Linked DNA regions of Gossypium arboreum: region 2 is linked to region 1. The links are chromatin contacts, called in public Hi-C maps. All regions are on one chromosome and are shown on one strand. Each heading gives the region's core, a stretch centred on a gene start, on an enhancer-like site or on the middle of the called end of the contact. The rest is flanking DNA. Distances are from core to core; before and after follow the strand shown. Region 1 overlaps LOC108464285 (probable acyl-activating enzyme 16, chloroplastic). Region 2 holds the start of LOC108464107 (S-adenosylmethionine decarboxylase proenzyme-like).

Region 1 (7,553 bases), core at 2,881-5,380:
TGAAATTCTCTTTTTGTGATTGCTTTGACTCTACATTTTATTTTTCTGAAATTTCATTGAGTCGTAAATAGCCTCTTCATACATGATGATACCAGAGTGCTTGTTTGTATGTTGCTTTTTATTTAACCATACACCTCGTACAACTTGTCTAAATCATATGGTGTTACTACGAGTTCCCATTTCCTTGATGGAATTATAGTAGTTGGATAAATTTGACTTCAGGAAAAGGTTGCAGATATGAAGTGATCGGCTCACATGATATTGCTGCCATTGTATATACGAGTGGAACCACTAGTAACCCAAAAGGCATTATGCTTTCACATAAAAACTTATTGCACCAGGTAACTTCTTAATGCTGATTTTAGTATTTTAGCTTTGAAGAGTTTCAGAAGAATAGTGTGAAGTAATGTCTGGCTTAACTTAATCTACTGTGTAATATTGTTTGTTGTGTGTTTCGTTTTCCAGATAGAAAATTTGGGGGTTCTTGGACCTGCTAAAGCGGGGGATAGATTTCTAAGTATGCTTCCTACTTGGCACACATATGAGCGGGCTTGTTAGTATTTCGTATGTACGCATGGAATTGAGCAAGTATATACAACTGTGAGAACTTTGAAGGTTTTGTTTATTTTAGGTTTACAGTCTTTAAATTTATATAGAATAAATTGATAAATATGAATCACTTTGACTTAAGTTGTACCATGTTCACTAGTACATTCAATGATTCTCTTCTTTGCTTAATTGTTAGTTTATTAGTAATTTAAATATGTTGATTATGTATATTTTTATTTTGTTTTGTAGGATGATTTGAGAAATTATAAGCCAAATTACATGATTTCAGTACCTTTAGTGTATGAAACATTCTATAGGTATGTCATTTACTTGGGAGTTGGGACATCGATGATCTTAATTAATTAGCTTCGTTGGAATTTTTATCTTTGCAACAACTATATATTACTATTATATTTGTCTGTGCAGGCAATTGAGTTCTCTTTAATAAACAAAAAGAAAAAAAAAAGTTAATTGTTTATGTTGCATTGCATCCATATGTCTTGTAATTTTATGTGTTCCATCAGTTTTCGGTCATGTTGCATTCCCAATGAATATTATAAACTATATTGTGGTATAATTGTTCTGTGGAATTTGTATAGTCAGATAAAAAATTCCAAGTAATCACCCGTAAGAAAAAGCTAACATGGAGAGAAAAATGTAAGGTATGCGAGGTAGATGGTTTTAATTGGTGGGATCATTGATGATGTTGTGGAAATGGTTCATGAAATAATTTTTCCACAAGAATGGGATCTTGAATAGGGGTGCAAATGAGTTGTGTCGAGCTAAAGTTTTTAAAAGCTCGATCTTAAGCTCAACTTGAACTTTGAAGATTAAAGCGCTGCTTGAGTTCGATTGAGTTTCATTTTTCAAAAACTTGAGTGTAAAGATCGAACTGCTCAAGTTCACTTGATTTGGCTTGTTTACCTAGTAAAAAATGAGCTTGATTCCCATGCTCAAGTTCAAACTTACTTATTTGTGCTCAAGCTTGAGTTCAAATTGAAATTTTTCAATATTAACTAAAGATAAAAGGTTCAAGTCGCTTGATGGCTCAAGCTTGAGCTCAACTTGAAGATGACTGATTTGAGTTTTTTTTTCTTCTCTTTGCCAAATCCAAGTAAGGCTATCAAGCTTGAGTTCAACTTGACAATGACTGAATTGATTTGAGTTTTACTTGTAGCCGAATCCAAGTGACTTATGGGCACATGTATCTGGTTTTTACCCCTATTATTGATGTTCATTTTTTAGATACGAGAGTTACACGTTTGTAATTTTAGATTAATTCTAGATGGTTGAGCCATGCATGATTAGTTGATTAAAGAAATTACTTACTCTGATGAATCGAAATAATTTTCTTGTGATAAATATTCCCCTTCATTCTGTATGTTGGATTCATCTTCATGTTTAAATTATCCAAATTAAATGCTAATTATACTATTATGACCGATCTCTGGTTAAACTTATTGTGTAGGGAAACTATTTGATTCTAAATGTTGCTTTTAAAATATTTTTGGATTACCTTGTAGTGGAATTCAAAAGCAGATATCTTCCAGCCCCAATGCTATTAAATTAATAGTATTTTCATTCATAAGGATCAGCTTGGCATACACGGAGTTGAAGATAATTTGAGGTGATGGCAATTTTTGTGAAACTAAAGTTGAATTCTGCAGATTCCTTGTTAATGCTTTATGTTCTTATGCACTCTTCCATGGCTTAAAGTCATTCATTAATGCCCAAAAAATTGAGAGAAATGGGGATTAAAATGCCAGTTTAACCTGATACCCATATTTCTTTTATGGATATAATGCCTAAAGTTCAACTATGACCATATAACTTCATTTCTAATGAATTTGTTTAAGCAATTGTGCCTTTGTATAAATTGTTAAAATTCTGTTAAATGTACATTCAAGGTTAAACATGGTTCTGCTTATCAAGAATTCGTTTGACAAGTTGATAACGCTTTCTGCAGAATATGGTGACTTGTCTAGTAGTCGGTGGAATCGACCAAACTGAATAATGCAAATTAAATACTGTATCCTGTCTTGCTTTAATTTTCATTTTTCTTGAAGTATCAATGTTTAACACATTCCCGGACCTGGATCTAGCATATGACCCTCCAAAAACATGAAAAGGTTCCAAATACATGAAAAGGTTATGTTAACTCGGACTCGGGTGTAAGTGTTGGACATAGGCATCTGACTTGAGTATTTTTAATTTTTTCTAGAATTGAATGTATTTGGAGGACTCTTGGAGGACCATATCTTGATGCCCATGTTCGAGCATGTGTTGGAGATAAATTCAGATACAGTAGTTAAAACACAGTAGTACAGACAGTAGTTATTTAGGCAAAATGAAGAGTTGGGTTAATATAGTGAAAAATTTACCAAAAAAGAAAAAGTCAAACATACCCATATAAAATGCGTGCTTTTAATGTCACATGTAGTGAGTGTTGGTGCACTCATATGGTCCTGTGACTGTCTTTTTCGCTCCAAACGATCAAAGTAGATGAATTCTAATGTTTGTTAGTTGTTTCAACTCATTTTTGCCTTTTGATTTTTATTTGATCAATAGGCACTATGCCTAACAAGAAATCTGAAGGAACCTTCACAGATTGTATCCATGTTCGACAATTTATGGTCTAAAACTATTGCTACAATATTGTGGCGGTTGTATGTCTTAGCAACTCAATTACCAGAAACATGTAGAACCCTTCAAAGGTTCTGAAATTCTTAACTTCATTTCTTAAATTAAAGAACACCAAAAGACTTAGAACCTTATCAGCTCGCTAGATTCCCCACTTTTCTGACTTAAAAACTCATGATTATCGCTCCATACTGAGCTTCCCGTAATTATCTTTTCTTTGGAACAACCAAAGAAGCAGATGAATAAGAGAAGAAAATAAAGTAGAATTAAGAATAATTCACCCTGAGAATTCATTTCTTAGCTATTTATAAACCTTTACGCACAGTCTTCAACCATATCAAAACTATCCATTGGCAATTATTTTATCTCCCACTAAATCAAAACCATCCATTGGCAATTATTTTATCTCCCACTAAAGAACCAGTTGATTCTCATCCAATTGAACAAAAATTGAAACTTCACTATGTCCAAATCAGGCACTAAATTTTCCTATTTTTTCATTAAAAAACGTCAATTTCTTTTAATTTAACACTCAATTATTCCTAACTTCTAGGCTTAAAGAAAATCGGTTGCGACAACTCTCCCAACCTAAAAGAAAATTTTATTCTCGAAATTTCTTTTCACGATCAGCCTCAAAAGAAGACTCAAAGGAAATATTCCCCTTCTCTGCCCTCATATGGTTCACGATAGTAATCACCTTTCATTCTTACCGGAACCCTCGACATGACTTATCCAATCGTACATTCGCTTTATACCTGCCCCCTATAATTTGTGAATATCAGACCATTCCGTTGTTGGATACCCCCAATCCATAGAGTTTCTTCACAATCTTAAATTGGCATACGCTCTAGGCGAACACTGCTTGACTGACATCTTCTTGATTTCAATTCTAACGGATACTCTCGTAATTCCTACTTTTTTTCATGTGCTAACTTCGCCCATCTAGCGGGCTACTTCCTTCACGCCACAAGGCGACTAAGCTCGCCCATAGAGTATTTTTGCTACTACCTTGAGGTACCAGAGTTACCACTCTAATTCTAGAGTTTTATTTCAATGGTAATGACAACTTATCAGCCATTTACAAAATGATTGTTGTTTGACTGACTTGGAACTTACTCTACTTACCTGATAGTTACACAATAATGGTAACAACTGGCTTATATCCCTTCATCGAGAATATTAAAGGACTTTTCTTCTTTCGATGCCAACAGGTTTCATTCATGCACTAGTGGACTTGAATGGTTCCTTTACCACTCTTAAATTTTCCACAACTTCTTATACATGCTTTTGGTTATAAATAACCAGAACATTGAGAGGGAAGTTCATAATTCCACAAACCTTTTGCTTGTCTGGTTTACTTAATAGCCCTTATATTTCTTATCTATATCCTTCTTTTTCTCATCTAATTACTATAACGACTCGATAGTTAAGGGTGTCGAAAAATATATTTTCGGGGCTCCATTCCCGTAAATTGGACTTGTAAATAATAAATATTTACGAAGTTAGTTGTATAGTTAATTAGGTTTCGGTTAAGTGAAATTGCATGAATTAAAAGTTATTAAGTATAAGGACTAAATCGTGTATAGGGTAAAGTTGAATTATAATTGAAATAAACTAAAGGGGCTAAAATGGAAATTAAACCATTTAGTAAATGGTTGTGTATAGGTGGCCGAATGTGGCTAAGTAAAAATGCATGTATATATATTTATTATAATAATAATTAAAATTGAAGTTATAATAAAAGAAATAATAAAAGTAAGTGGAAACATGCAAAATTAAGAAAGAAAAAGAAAGAAAAAAAGAAAATAAAGGGCGAAAGGAGAGAACACACGACGTAAGGGCTTTAAGCTTTCAAATTTCAATTTGTTAGTCAATTTAGTCCCATTTTTTTGTAATTTTTATATTTTTAGAATCCCAGTACTTAGGGCTACCCGACCCATATTGTAATTTTTAGTATTGTTCAAGATTTTAGATTTTGAAATTGTTGAATAGTTTAAGTATTAGAGATTAAATAGATAGATATTTAAGTTAGAAATGAAAAAGGAGTAAATTATGGAATTAATTGTTGATTTTGAACAATAGGGGGCTAAATTGTGAAAATTTTTAAATTATAGAGTCGAATTGCAATGTGGTTTAGAGTGAAATTAGTAAAAAAAACAAGTTAAATGTGATGATTAAAATTAATCTTGGTTTAGGGACTAAATTGAAGAATAAGTAAAATATAGTGTGAAAATTGAAATTTTAATGTGAAAATTTAATGTGTAATATTAATGTGATTTAATTGTTTTATTTCGTAGCTAACGTCGTGTAACACCCCTAGTCCGCATCCGACGCCGGATTAAAATTATGAAGCATCTCTGATCAACAGTTCAAATCCAAACATTCATACGTATTCAATCAAGTCAAATTCATTCATAATTAAAATAAGATCAGTTCACATTTCAGGACATAATGATATATATCTTGCATATATAAGTCACAACTAAACTCAACGAATTGCTTACTGACTCAATGCATTAATAAACCTGATATTAACTATTATCAATCAAACCTACTTCTAATACCAGTTACACAATTATTTATATAGTCACCAAATCACATTCAAAGATATATATATATATATTGAACTTAGTAAGCCATAATACAAATCTTAAACCACTATATATGCGACTTAGGTAATAGACAAGTCGAACTTGCTTGACTTACTCAAAATGAAAAACCTCATGATAATAATAATGCATTTCCATATAATTCCTTTAAGTATTAATCATTAAAGATTATTCATACCTACTATAATCATTACAATATAAATATTTAGTCTCGCAAATTTAACTATTTTATGCACACATCATTAAAAATACACTTATATATATATATATATACACCTAAAGTTATGTATTAAATGACAAAATAGTAGTTTGGAGATCTTAACTATTGATCATTTAATGTCATCCATGGTTTAACATTAAAAGCAGATTCTTAGTAACTATGTCTAATCATATAATCATATTATATAATTTAATAAGTAATCACATATAAATGTTTAATACATTGCACTATGACCAAATATACTAATAATAAACATGTACATATTGCGCAACCAACTAAGCTAATATATATCTATCCAACACTTTTTTATCGTTCCACATTTTATATTTCTATCACCATTTATTATATAATACACTAAATACATATTATTCTTTTATTCTCATAATCGAATTTATTCACCTAACACCACATACCCATCCAAGTTCCCACTAGCAATTTTATCATCAATCAAGCTCATTAAATCTTTTAACCAAGAACATGTAAGACCAAATTTAGACATAAAAAGCAAACCGTTTTCAAGCATATAATACCTATCGTAACATTTTAAATATTCTAGCATGTAACTATAAAACCAAGATAGACATAGCTCATACTTAACATAACCGAATTCAACTTAAAGGTTTAGCCATTTTTGCATGGCTTTTATACAAAACCAAAATTCATCAAGTCAAGCACACTATAGTCTATACATGCCATAATTCGTATTTAACTTATAAAGGTACCCAAAATAGTAGATAGTGTGATGAGCCTCGCTGACGATCCCCGAGTTTGTAACTTAATTTCCAAAATCTAAAAAAAAAAACAAAAACAAATATACACACAGTAAGCTATTATAGCTTAGCAAGTCATAAGCAAATAATTGACCTAACAAAGTGTTCAACTCAATTAGGCTGATACATTGTAAATAAAAACTATATACCATTTAATCTCAACTTAAAACTTGTATATAAATCCCCATGAATACATTCGCACATGGACATTATTTTGGCCGAATGGTCAAAAGGCCAAATTGTCTTATTATCATTCAACTTTCCAAACAACTAATTATATTATAATCAAACCTGCATATACTTTTTACATAAGCTAGTAAATCGCAATATAATATCGCATAAATATTTATATATATATATATGTATATCACCAACAGGGCCATTTATATATATAATCACACACTTGCATATAATTATGAATCATTTCTTGATGCTCAACTTTTAAAATCACAAAGCCGAATTCACATACCAACATCACTTAAATTTATTAATATCAACTTCACATGAACAAACAAATATCAAGTATAAACTTATCTTATCATTAATAGCCAACAAACTAACTCATACCTGGCCGTTTAACTCGTAATACACACTCGTACCCAATTTACCTTTGTCCGATGAACCATTCAGAATTAGATAGGATACTCGGATAATCACACAAGTTGTACAATGCCAACGTCCCAGACATGGTCTTACATGTAGTCACATATCGATGCCACTGTCTCAGACAGGGTCTTACTCATAAACACATATTGGAATCACATA
Region 2 (7,553 bases), core at 2,800-5,299, 36 kb before region 1:
CATAAAAAATTTAATAATATTAAAAAATTAATAATTATAATAATTAAAATAAAAAATGTAATAATATTTTTATTATTATTTGTAATTGAACGTCGGAAATGCGTTTGTGATCCAAACAAATTAGTAGTAATCGATATTTCAAATATATGAAAATAAAATAAAATAAAATATTGAGACAAGAAGAATTTGAGAGAAAATGAATGAAAAAATTGAGAATAAAATAGTTGAGAGAACAGATGAATAGGATTGAGAGAATATGATTTGAATGAAAAAGAGAGAATGCGTTGGGTTGCAAATAAATTAGTTGTTAGAAAAAAAAATAATAGTCATTTGAATTAGTTGTTTGTTGAAACTTCTACCATTAGAGAAATACTGTTGGCTTATCGTTGGATGAAAACGCTCGTGCGTTTCCGTAATCTCTTTCTAAAAGCGATCAATTTCCCTAATTTTGAGAAAAACGATCTAAAACTCTATATACATTTTAAAATCGACATATTTACTTAACCCTTCCTTTAAATGTTAATTTTTTTTTTCATTCCAATTCAAGGGGAGGGAGGTAAAGAAAAGGAAACAAATTTATTATATTTCTTTCGTTTTCCCCTATCAATTCAAAATGAAACAGTTAAAATCACTTAACTTTCCTCTCTTGCACTTCTCTTTTCCTTTACTTTCTCTTCTTTTCCTTTACTTTATCTTCTTTTAACTAAACAATTTTATAAAATATGAAACTAAACAATTTTATAAAATATGAAAAATAATTAAACATATGAAGGATAACCCAGAGAATATAAAAAATTAAAACATGGAAATAATAAAACATAATAGAAAAATGACAGTGTGAAAAATTGATGAGTATGTAAATAAATTATCAATATGTAAATAATTTATATGAACTTGGATAAATTAATTAACCTTTTTTAGAAATTGATGAATCGAAAATTAGTGTATCATATTCTCACAGTTGTTAATTCAAGCTTGGGAACAACTTTAATATTAGGGGTGGCCGACATATCAAATCCAACGGATATGCTTTATGGGTCCAATAATTTATTGCTTCATTTCTACATGTCCTTTGTAATCCGTCAAAACTGGGACAGCTTGTCCCTTTGGATAAAAGAAACACGTCTCTACCAACACATCTACACTTGCATGAAAAAGGATTGCCTTCTCGACGTCAACACCGCTTCAATCTTTCTCAGCCATTAAGTAACATAGCAAATATTGTAACACATCAACAATTCCTGACAGTTAAAAGAACCAACAATTTATAGGTATAATAGAGGCCACAAATTGTTTCATGTAATATAATAATAAAAATAATGGAGAAGCTCCACATTCTGCCGTACAAATGGCAGTATCAAGTCCAGGTTTGCTGGCATAGCGATTGACTTGATAAAAGACAAAAAAGTACTAGAATAGAAACACACACCATGCTTTATCACCAGGCAATGCCTGGGTAGCAATTTATTTAATAGTTATAACATAAGAAAATAAGCCGTTTTAATTATAATAATACTCTTCCTCCTCTTCCCAGAGGCAACTCAGAGTTGATCTAGGTGATCCACATCCCCCAATGCCGTTGAAGCTCTGGTAAATGATGGAACCGCCTGAACCAAGCTCTTCGATGCTACTCTCCCGGCAATGGTATCCTTTAACATCCAGCAGACAGGTCTGTTCAAATGAGTGACAATCAACATCCACATGCACGGCAACAGAGAAATTACTTGGTTTGAAGCAAACTAAAACCCTTTGCACCAACTGCTCCAGATTCAACTCTTTCAGATCATAGCCCACAGCTTCGAAGCTTGCATAACTAAAACCGTCTTCGGGTGTAACATGAATGGTCGAAATAGCATCGGTTTCGATTGAATTCATAGAATAACCACAAGGTTCGAACTCAAAATCGCATATCTCAGAGTTTGGAAGTATGTTCCTTATGCCAGACTTCATGGTCATCGAAGCTGCCGAGGTCGATTCGTCTTTGTAAAAAACCGTAGCCTTTTCAGTGTCCAAACCAGTCATGCACATCTCTAAAGTGTAAGTAGGGGCTTTGGTGTTAACAGATTCAGCAGAAGCAGAGTAAACATGCCATTTCTCTTTATCCAGCCCACCCATTTCATAAGCTTTGCTACCAGCGCCAAGCTTGCCAAAATAGCTATCAAGAATAACAACTTCTTCAGTGAAGTAACGATGAGGATATGGCTGAGCAGCAGGGAAGATAAAACTCCCACGAGTGTACCGAACAGATTTTACTGTAAGAGAAAGGCTACCCGCCAACTTCAGGATGGGTGGGATCGAAAGAAGTAGCTTTGTTGTCCCGCAGGTTTTGATGATGATCTTGTATGGATATACAAAGAGGCTAGACTCAGAAAGGACATAGGAGTCCAAATGATAGTTTGATAGTGAAGAAACTATAGTGCACTCAGCTGGTCCTAGAATCTCATCCAGCTGGGCTCTCGACAATGATCTGAGACCCTTTCCTTCAGGGTCAACCAAGGCACCAGGCTCAAAAAATGAAATCTCGAGCCTCTTTTCATAACCCTCAAATCCAATTACAGATACCGCCATTGTGAAGTCGCCCAAGGAAATACCAGAACAGGGTTTCTTAGAAACAAAGAAAGTAGACAGGCGCCAAGTGAGGAGATCGTAGATAAAAAGAAAACAGTTGCAAGGAGAGCGGGGGAGGAAGCCGGCCGAAGATAGATACTAATACTAAGTAATAAAGCAAATAAAAATAAATTGACCACTTTAACAGTGGTCAGAAGGGCGCACTTGCGTTACGAATATCAGGATGGTTTGCGAGCGCACTGCAAAATAAGGAACAAGATTTGTCAGCATCAAATGATTTATGCAAGTACAATTGCGTTGTTCATGATCTACAAAACTCAAATATATGCCAACCACTTACGTTGGAGTAAGCAGCAGATCTGAACTTCTTGATTCCACCGTTTGGTCGAACGTCTTCAATGCTGTAACCGAGAGGAGCTTCGTAGAATAATGACTTACTACTACTAGACTTCTTTTTCCCTCCCTTAGTCTCCATAGATCATTCAGCCACACCTAAATTACAATTAGAAAACAGAACAAACAGGTCAGATGAAACATGCACGTATCAAGAACGGAATTGATAAATCAATACCTTGAGCTCTGGAAAAAAACAATTCTAATCATGAAACATCATATTCTTTTAAGTATACGGAAATCATGAAACCGCATATAGATTCAAGTATCCAGAAAACCATGAAACAGGATATATGTTGAAAGTATTTAGAAATTCAAACAAAATATGCATTGAAGTATCAAAAAAATCACAGCATGTTTAAGTTCAAAACTCGAACATCATCGTAATTTATTTAAAAAAAAACACAAAAGAAAAGAAAGAAAAAAAATAATGACTTTGGCAAGAAGCAAGAAAATTAAAACTATAGAGGCAACAAAAGCTAGCATTCAAAATACTGTAATTTTTAAGAAAATATAAAGTAAAACAAATTTATAGAAGGTACAAGAAACATGAAGACAAATATAACAATCTTATTCAAATAAATAAATAACATCTTAAATTTAAACTGTACTCTTTTCGTGCAAAATTACATATCTATAAATAATATTATTATAAATTAGTAGTATTTTATCGCCTCCAAGATTGCATCATAAAGATATCATCAATACGATAAACAAATAAAAGATCGGAAGAAGAAATACTCACAATTCAAATTTTGGAATGCCAGGATCAACCTCTTATAAAAACTCGATTATCAACCTTGGCTCAGATCCTTCAAAAAACGAAAAGAAAACTCATCGCATATGAAGATACAAGAAAAAGAATCGATGATTTTCTTTTATTTAAAGAACATTACGAACAAAGCAAAAAGAAAAAAATATAATTACAAAAATTGCGAAAAAGAAAAGAAATACTTACAAAATTATACGAAACAAAAAGAAAAAAAAAAGCTCAGAATATTATGAGAGGTTTACAATAGTTTCTCACTTCTCGCAGTTCACGCAAATAATGAGAATATGGTTCTGTGGTGGAAGGGTCCAATTTATATAGGGCAGGAAGGTAGGGCTTTTCCTCGTGACTTCACGACAAAATTACGGTCTTGACCCTCCGTTTTACAGGGACGTTTCAGTTTTTTTTTTTTAACTCTTATTTTGGTTTATTATTTTATGAATCCATTATTAGCTGAAAACTGACTGCGTATGAGGCGTGAATTTCGCAACTAATTTTAAATTTTTATTAAATTTATATTATGATTTAAATAAAAAAATTAGTTCATATTTTAAAATTAAAAATTTACGTGATTAATATTATGTGTGAAAAATAAAAAAATAAAAACCGGTAGAAATGTATTATTTTCCATACCGACTATGGGGTTTTAATATCATTCCCTGTTGTTTCAGAAAAAGCCCCATGCATTTTTAAATTGGTTAGTTGACCAATTAAAAATAAATTATTAAATTTAAAAATAAAGGGATTAAATTAAAATCTAAAAAAGAGTAGAGATCTGGTTAATTGGAAGATGACCAAAATGGTCAATTGAGTGAATTAAGGAAGTTTGAAGTGAGGAAGAGATTTGTATGAATGATGGCACTTACGGTGATACGATTCCTATTCACCCATTATTTTGACACGTACCTGGCTCTTCACCTGTAATTTTCCACATCACTGCTTTGCTTTGCTTTATTTATTTATTTCCTCTTTCGGAATATTCTTTTTTCAATTTTATTTAAAAGTCATTTTCTTTTATTATTATAATAATTAGAACTTTGTTCTCGAATTTCTAAAAGTAATTTTAAAATTATTACTATTTGTTACTATTCTATAAATTAATTTTTTAAAGAATTAAGAATATTAGTTTGAAAAACTCTTATAAATAAGTAATTATTGATTTTATTTCCTTCTTTTTCGGGATTGGGGTTTTATTATAAAAAATAGTAGTAAATTAAAGAATTAGTTAGAAAATAATGTCAACTAGATTTTATCTTTTGAAATTTATTTAACTAAAAAATAATTAGAGTAATAATAAAATTGTATTTTAATATTATTAAACGTGTTGAATTCTTAAATTTTTTATTTTTAATTGTATTATTTAAAGGTCATATAAAAATATGAAAAAATATTATTATTCTAATATTAATTATAATTTAAAAGAAAGTAAAATAAATTTTCTCTCAAATAGTAAACTTATCATGTGAGATGATTAGTTATTTGCACATGTGAAACGTGTCACACTTTAATTTTTTTTTAAAAATTTAGGTTGAATGTTGAATTATCACGTATTAATTTACAAGCAACCAACACATGACAAGTCAACTTATTTTTAAAATCATATATACTGTTAGCTAAAAAAGGCATTGCTAAAAATAGAAACTTCACAATTAAATTGGTGCATAAGGTAGTGGTATTCCTTTAAGCACCAAACAACAAATAAATAAAACACAAAAAAATATTGTTTATGTATTTTAGTTTCTTTACATATGCAGAGCTTAGCTTATGAGAAACATTTATTGTCTTCAATACTTAAAATAAATTATCCTAAACTACCACACACCCTATGACAAGTTTCCTCACAATTGTACCTTGAAGATTAGATACGTTCATCACTAAATTCACCAATTGTGAATTTAGCAAGTAAAACCACAACACAAAGGTTTTACTATCAATATGTACTCATTCAATAAGGTTCCTCACTTTGAATAGATTAAGTGCTCAACTCTCTCCATACATAAGTCTATATAAGTCTCTCCATTATATAAAGTTTATTGAGACTTGCTTACATAACAAGACCTATCACAACCTCTATAAAACAGTTACATTATAAACTGAATACAATATAATAATAATGAACAAGATAGACAAGGATTCTTGGTAGCTAAGTCTTTAGAGATTCAATCCAATCCAACTTCATTTATTCAAAGGATTAGATAAGTGTAATCTTATTCAATCCAATCACCAATATATGACTCCCTAGGTTATATGATCTTCCATAATGGGCTAAATATCATGCATATAATCAGCATAGCCTAATCAAACAATTTAATAAATTGCCAACACCTTAAAATATGAAAACTATCTCCATACAATTTGTTGGGCAAGGGAGTGGGTACTCCCTTTGGCACCAATTTGTCAGTTTCATGTTTTCAACAATCTCCCCCATTGACAATTTGTTGAACAAAACATACACAAAGCAAGAAGCTCTAACATTAAATAACCTCAGCTCCCCTTTAGCATACTCTCATTAACTTAATAGACTTAACTTAGAAAATGATTAAGTAAATTAATCATCAATGCTTAGTTGAATTCGCATTAATAACCAACCAACCAACCATAATTATAACTAAGTAAGCTAACCAAGTAAGGACCTAATGCATCAAAGTAAATAAGCTAACCAAGTAAGGACCTAATGCATCAAAGTAAATGAAATCCATAAGCAAAACCAGTTCTCTAGGAGTTCAAAATCCGTTCACCAGCAGTATCAAAATAAAAAGGAAGTAGCAGCAGCAGAAGCAAACAAACTAAAAATTGAAAACTTCATTTCTCAATCGAAGAAAACAAACTAAAAATTGAAAACTTCATTTCTCAATGTTGCAACAAAATTTCCCAAAATATCTCCCTCTTTTAGCAGTCCCCCTTTCAAGAATAGTTTCTAGCCTCATCATCAAGCATCCTTTCTTTTTATCTCTCCTTTTTTTATCAACAAAATGCCAAACTAATCTTTACCAGGCAATGCAAGTAGATCAGCCTATAAAAGCTCTTTGATTATCAATCAACTTTCTCAAAACTTTGGCTTTAGCTTGCAGTTTGTTTCAATATATATGATTGAATTCAATAGAGAAGTTGAATTTATTAATTACCCTTTTCTTCATGCTCGAGGGGGCAAATTTGGTGCCTATAGCAATAGGCACTTCTTGGGTTTAAGATACTTCCTCCTGCTTAACATTATCATAACAATGTTACTCCCCCTATGGCACCCCAAACTTCCTCGGGACGATGTGACCCAAATCCACAACGTCACATTAACCACCAAAGTGACTCGAAACACATCCCAATATGTACACGCACAAATAATTTTTTCCTACTTATTTGATTGATAACAATAGTCATAGTCATGCAATTAAATCATACATAACTATGGATATCAAACAAAACTTAATTACATGCTTTAACTATCAAGAATCATTCAAATTGAAATAAAGGGAAAAATTGTCATTTAACATTCAACTTATGGAAACATTCGCATATTAACAATTTTGAAATACATTTCATCTTCAAAAACCTTTTAGTAATATTGTTGAAGAAATCAACTTAACCCGATTTACAAATCTCTGTTAATTTTAAAAACAAGTTTTAAAGACTAAATTGAAAGAATGAAAAAACATTAGAATAAACATAATACAATATTATTTTTACGTTTACAAAATTAGGCATTTAAATCTCATATATGAATTTTTTCAAAGTATTTTATTGCATTTTAAAATCCAATTTCACTGTCTAAAACTTAAGACTAAACTACAAAGTTAGAAAAATAAGACAAAACGGACAATTTATCACA

What was found. A called contact is a pair of places that touch in the nucleus more often than the background predicts.
Region 2: a Hi-C map of leaf shows a contact between it and region 1, with 1.9 times the contacts expected there. The contact joins the promoter of LOC108464107 here to the enhancer-like site in region 1. A contact is called at or near these places in 2 of 5 Hi-C or Micro-C datasets (both in leaf).

What each region holds. Positions count from the first base shown.
Region 1 is chr13:68,871,183-68,878,735 of ASM2569848v2, reverse strand. It overlaps LOC108464285 (probable acyl-activating enzyme 16, chloroplastic), which reads left to right. Exons shown (of 4, transcript XR_008277438.1): 3 at 223-341; 4 at 466-2,309. Among protein-coding and RNA genes, the nearest start is that of LOC108464285, 5.1 kb to the left of the region's middle. Within about 2 kb of position 4,130, at least 2 of the 2 cell types and tissues checked have an H3K27ac peak or open chromatin away from gene starts, as enhancers often do. A contact at or near this core is called in leaf, where this site is marked.
Region 2 is chr13:68,906,794-68,914,346 of ASM2569848v2, reverse strand. It overlaps LOC108464107 (S-adenosylmethionine decarboxylase proenzyme-like), which reads right to left and starts at 4,049. Exons shown (of 4, transcript XM_017764204.2): 1 at 3,920-4,049; 2 at 3,707-3,773; 3 at 2,909-3,060; 4 at 1,265-2,807. The coding sequence starts at 2,568. The coding sequence ends at 1,501.